Linked DNA regions of Macaca mulatta: region 1 is linked to region 2. A link is a contact called in public Hi-C data. All regions are on one chromosome and are shown on one strand. The core of a region is the stretch at or near the end of the contact, and the rest is flanking DNA. Distances in the headings are between cores, read along the strand shown.

Region 1 (2,700 bases), core at 191-2,690, 64 kb after region 2:
CGCTGTAAACAAGTACCTATGAGGTTTTTTGGGGGTTTTTTTTTGTTTTTTTTGTTTTTGTTTTTGTTTTTGAGACGGAGTCTCGCTCTGTCGCCCAGGCTGGAGTGCAGTGGCACGATCTCGGCTCACTGCAAGCTCCACCTCCCGGGTTCACGCCATTCTCCTGCCTCAGCCTCCCGAGTAGCTGGGACTACAGGCGCCCGCCACCACGCCCAGCTAATTTTTTTTGTATTTTTAGTAGAAACGGGGTTTCACCTTGTTAGCCAGGATGGTCTCGATGATCTCCTGACCTCGTGATTCGCCCGCCTCGGCCTCCCAAAGTGCTGGGATTACAGGCGTGAGCCACCACGCCCGGCCTACCTATGAGGTTTGATCAATGTCGCCTGAAGGAGACGCCACAGTAAACTGTGAGAACACTGACAAAGCCTAAGCAAGGGATCTATAAGAGTGGGGCGGGGTTTCAGTGGTCCCAGCCCCAGCCTGGGGAAACAAGGCTGCAGAGGGCTGTCAGCCTGATGCCCATACACACTGCCAGCCCTGACTTCCCCAGACCTCTGCCAACAGGGCCCTCGAGGGGACCTGATTTCTCAATCAACAAAGTGGGTCTGAGCGCGATTTCCTATGTTGCTTGGCTACTGGAGTGCAGACACTGGAAGTGGCGACAGGGCCGTCTGCGGCCGGTGACAGCTGCGTGTCCGCCGAAGCTCATTGGCATTCTGGCCGCCTCCCAGTGCGCCCGGCATCTGCACCAACGTCGGCGGCCCCTGAATCCCCGAGGCTCACGGGGCCAGAACCCTTCCCAGGAGACGCTGCTACCGGCAGCCCCGTCCACGGCCACAGGGGCCGGGCTTCCAGGAGGGCTTAAAGCCGCCGCTGTCCTCGCCATCCTCACGGCACCTCCCACCCTGCCCGCGCCACTTGGCCTCCCCAGCGCCCGGACGCCGCTTGGCCACTCCAAAGACCACCCGGAGTACAAACTACTGCAGCCACAGAGAAGCCCCTCCTCGTCCTGACGCGCCGCCTCCCAACGCGGGCATCCGGGGCCGCGTGGATCAGGCCCTCGGGCCGCCCCCTGCCCCCGCTCCCGCATCCCCGAGACCCCGCAGTTCCTCAGAGCAGCCGGGGAGCGCGGACGACAGGAAGGCGGCGGCGGGCGGCGAGGGGCCGGGGCCAGGCCTGCGGGCCACGCACTCACCTTCCAGCCGGCGCCCCCGCTGCCGCCCCTGTCCGCTGGACCAGGCCGGTAGGAACGGCCGGCCCGGCTGGGCGGGGCGTGGTACCCTGCGCGGGCACCGCCGATTGGTCACTGAAGGCCCCTCCCCTACCGCGGTCGGCCCCGCCCCTGGCGGGGCTGAGGAAGCGGCTGAGCGCGCAAGTCGGGCAGCGTAGCTGTTTAGGCAGAGTTACCTGATCTGACGTACACGGGGCCGCGCGACTGACTGGCGACCCCGGATTGCGTCACCCGCCGCATTGCGTCACCCGCCGCGAGCCAAGACCTGCGCCGGCGCAGGAGACACCGACGTCTGCACTGCGGCACGCCACAGCGGGGCGGAGCCAGTCGCGAAAGGTCACGTGAGCGTTCGAGGCGCGTGGTCACTTTCGCGTCCGTTCCTGGCTTCTGGCCGCGGGGCGCCAGAGCTTCCTTGTCCCAGCAGCCTGCGGTCAGGGTGTGCCCTGCAGTTCGCTTCCTACTAAGAGCTGCTCAGGTCCCCGAGGCCGAGCGCACCCGCAGGGCACCGTGGCCACGCGAGGGACCTCGCGTAAAGCCGGGCTTGGAGCTGGCACTCGCCGTGGCTATTGGGGGTGCAGCCGCGCGCAGATGCCTCTACGGTTGCTGGAGAACAGGCGCCAGGCGGGGCGCGGCGCTCTCCTCTGGGGTGCTTTTTCCACGGTGCCCCCGCCCCTGCTGGGGGACCCGGCGCGCCAGGAGCCGGGACTGCACCCTGAGGTCTTTATTGCAGGGCTTTATTTTTCCAGGAGTTCCCTGTCACTACAGAATTCCTCAGAGACCCATCCACTCTTCTGGGGAAAGCACAATTAATGCCCTAAGATTCGCTGACTCCTCGAAATCTTGCTGTTTCCACCAATTCTTGCTCAATACTAACTAAAGCCCGCTTTGAAACACCTGCCTTAAGTCAGACTTCCAGTTCTCCATAAACTGACTGCCTTTTGCTCCCAACCATTGCTAAAGCTTTGCCAGGTCATGCTGTCCCTTACTGTGGCCCGCAGTTAACTCAGCCTTGTCTTATCGATAGGTTGAGTTTGTAATGTTTGGGGACTGTCAAGACAAGTACAAATTTAAAATAAGAGGTTTATTACTTCCTGTTGAAAATAAAAGATTTCCCTCCCTTTTTCTTTGAACATTTACTTTTAGAAAACTGGTAATTAGTGTACGTACTTTTTCCACTCTTTGAAATATATAAATCCTTTTGAAGACTAGGCCTTTTTGTCCGCTTTTTAACCTAGATACATGTTTCTCTAGGACCTTAAGTATCAAGGGAACTAATGCCCCTATCTCCCAGTTTTAATGGGAGAGTAGGAGCCTAACTTCAGTGGGCCCTTTGCTCCAACTTACAAAATTATCTCATAAAGATACAAGTTTCTTTTTCCTCTAGATAAAGCCAATTGGCTAACACAAAGGATCACCCCAATATCAGGTTAGATGAACTGTGTGTGATGAAAAGTGCTGCCAAGTTCCTT
Region 2 (2,700 bases), core at 74-2,573:
CAAAACCCAGTGGCCTAGCAATCAGTATTTCTTAAATATCCATTAGAGCTTCTGCATCAAACCACGTTTGGGAACTGATTTAATCAACACACTGATTTACTTAGGAGTTTTTGATTTAGCCTCACTCCATTAAACGCCCATAGATTGCTCTGCTTTCCAAATGCTTATGTTCACTTTTTACGGTTTTTCTCTGATGTCCCCTGCATTTACGGTCACCTCCAACTTCCTGCCTCCTTCTCTCTCCAAAAGCACACAGATCAGCTTTTCAAAGTTAGAATAACGCATGTAGTAATCGTAAATAAACTGCATGAAGAGCTGAGATTTCTTTCTATCTCTACAGAGGCCTGAAATGTATGAACTCTGTGATATGTGCTTTAGTCAACTTTCTTTCTAGGAGTTTGGCCCCTCTTGCCTTGCTCTCTACAGACAGTCTTCATTTTTTAAAATTTTGCATGCCAGTGCCCAGAGTGTATTTATTAATAGTTTGAAACTGTCATAAATCCTCAGCATCTCTGCCTTAGCACTGCCAAGCTTGAATGGTCTAGACATTGTATTCAAAAATAACTCCCTCTGGGACAGGCCTGAAAGTCTCTGGCACAGGATTCCATCTATCTATGGATACTTCTCCTAGGAGATTAAAAGTCTTCCTGGCAGGCACAAATTTTGTCCCTGGAGATCCATCCACTATGGCCAGTATTATGTAAAGGATAAGAGTTCAGTGGTTGATATCCACTGAATATAATTCAGTCAACAAAAGAGTGGATTGTGCATATATTGCATATATGCAACTCATTTATAACCAAGGAAGAGAGGACCAACAGAAAGTTAGTTTGGGGAGATTTAAAAATAACTGAACTTATATTGGGGAAGTCTTGCTCTTGGAGATAAAAATGGCTTTTATTGCCAGCTGTTGCTCATTTTTTGGTAGGCGTTATCAAGCATGTGATGCTTTGGTGGCTACACCAGATTCTCTTTTGCAGAACTTGCATGTAGGGTGTGGGTTCCATCCAATCTGTTATCCCCCTGTTCCTTCATCCATCCCATTGCCATGCGAGTTTTACTGAGTAGGTGATATTTACTAGAGGCCACGGATCATTTACCATATCCTCATACCTAAAAGATTAAAGTTCACCTTGGCCCAGGACCCCTCTGGGTGGTCACGCCCCCTGCGCCGATGTCCCGGGAGTTAGCTGTGCGTATGCTCGGCTCACACACACCCCTCTCCGGGGCCTCCTGGGAACTGTAGTAGGCGGCTCGCGCATCCCCGCCCCCATGACAGGACCTGGGCTACAGCTCCCGAAAGGCCTCGCGCGTCGCGCCTGCGCCTGCGCCCCTGCGGCCGCCAGAGGGAGGGCTAAGGCGCCTGGGCGCGCAGCGAGCCGGCTGAGGGGGCTGTGGCGGCTGCGGCTGGCAACATGGACAACGCGGGGAAGGAGCGTGAGGCGGTACAGCTGATGGCGGAGGCCGAGAAGCGAGTCAAGGCCTCCCACTCCTTCCTCCGAGGGCTGTTTGGGTGAGCGCCAGACCGTGCGTGCCCTAGGGGGTCTCGGTACTTGGCCCCCTTCCTTTCACGCTGACCCCCCGAGTCCCCCACGCCACCTCTGGGACCCTCAGACCACGCCTAGGGGCCCTCAGCCTGCAGGCGTCCTCCAGAAATCCTGTAGGGCCCCCTAGCGCCCCCTGGAGTCCCCAGGACGCCCCGGGGCCCTCAGTCGGCACGCGCCCTCCGGAGACCCCACAGGGCCCCCCAGGATCCCTGGAAACCCCGCATCCTCCCAGGGGCTCTCAGCCCCCACGCGCACTTTAGAGACCCCCTAGGGCCGGCAGAACCCCCCAGGGTTCCTCAGCCCCCACATGCCCTCCAGATCCCCTAACACGCCCCCTTGGAATCCCCAGAGTCTCACAGGGACCCTCAGCCCCCACGCGCCTTTCAGAGAACCCCTAGGACCCCCAGATCCCCCCAAGCGCCCCAGGAAGCCCCTAGAACACTCTAGGGGGGCTGTCAGCCCCACGCGCCCTCTGGAGACCCCGGATCTTCCCCGTCGCCCTGGCCCGGGTTGGTGCGGGGGTCCCACTACCTAGCAGGTCAGCAGCTCCCTGAGGGCCGGGGGCGGGGTAGCCCGGGGCGCTCGTGGGGCCCCCTTCTCCGTGCGTGGCGAGTCGTATTGGTGCATTTCGCCACGTTGAAGCCCGTATCGCTCCGGAGACCGGTCCGGGTGAGGCGCGCCCGGGAGGAACCGGAGGGGTCAGTGCAGGGGCCGCCCCTGGCGCCTGGCACGCGCTGCTGGGGGCGTCCTGCCTGCTGGTGGGCCCCGCGGGGGAGGGGGCTGCCAGGCGCCGGATCCAGAGCTGGTGTGCTTGTTGGCCTCCCGCCAGGGGCCTTGCGCCGAGTACACCTTTAGTAAATACTTGAATAATGAACGAACGTATTTTCTCAGCATAGTATTTTTCCTTCTCCGGAGATTGATTGATAGCCAGGGCCTCCTGTTTGATTAACGGTGACGCTGCTCCGGTTTAAGTCAGCGCCCTTTGGGAATCCCGTTAATCTCCTGTAATTCTTCCTTGCTCTCTTAAGGAGGATTTTGAATTCCAAGCTCTCAAAAAGCAGAGCCCGCACTGACAGCCCAGAATTCTTCTGGGCTGTTGAATATGTGAATGATTCAGCTGTTTAGGATGAGAAAGGCAGAAATTTTGTGTGTG

Evidence for each region. Hi-C and Micro-C count contacts between places; a contact is called where the count stands out from the background.
Region 1: a Hi-C map of fetal cortex germinal zone shows a contact between it and region 2, with 2.6 times the contacts expected there. The contact joins the promoter of GZF1 here to the promoter of NAPB in region 2. A contact is called at or near these places in 5 of 14 Hi-C or Micro-C datasets (CD4 T cells, blood, cortical neurons and 2 more).

What each region holds. Positions count from the first base shown.
Region 1 is chr10:60,670,487-60,673,186 of T2T-MMU8v2.0, forward strand. GZF1 (GDNF inducible zinc finger protein 1) reads right to left here and starts at 1,441. Exons shown (of 6, transcript XM_077951095.1): 1 at 1,408-1,441.
Region 2 is chr10:60,606,383-60,609,082 of T2T-MMU8v2.0, forward strand. NAPB (NSF attachment protein beta) reads left to right here and starts at 1,324. Exons shown (of 10, transcript XM_077951098.1): 1 at 1,324-1,513. The coding sequence starts at 1,416. It overlaps LOC114670431 (a long non-coding RNA gene), which reads right to left and starts at 2,618. Exons shown (of 2, transcript XR_003720024.2): 1 at 2,079-2,618.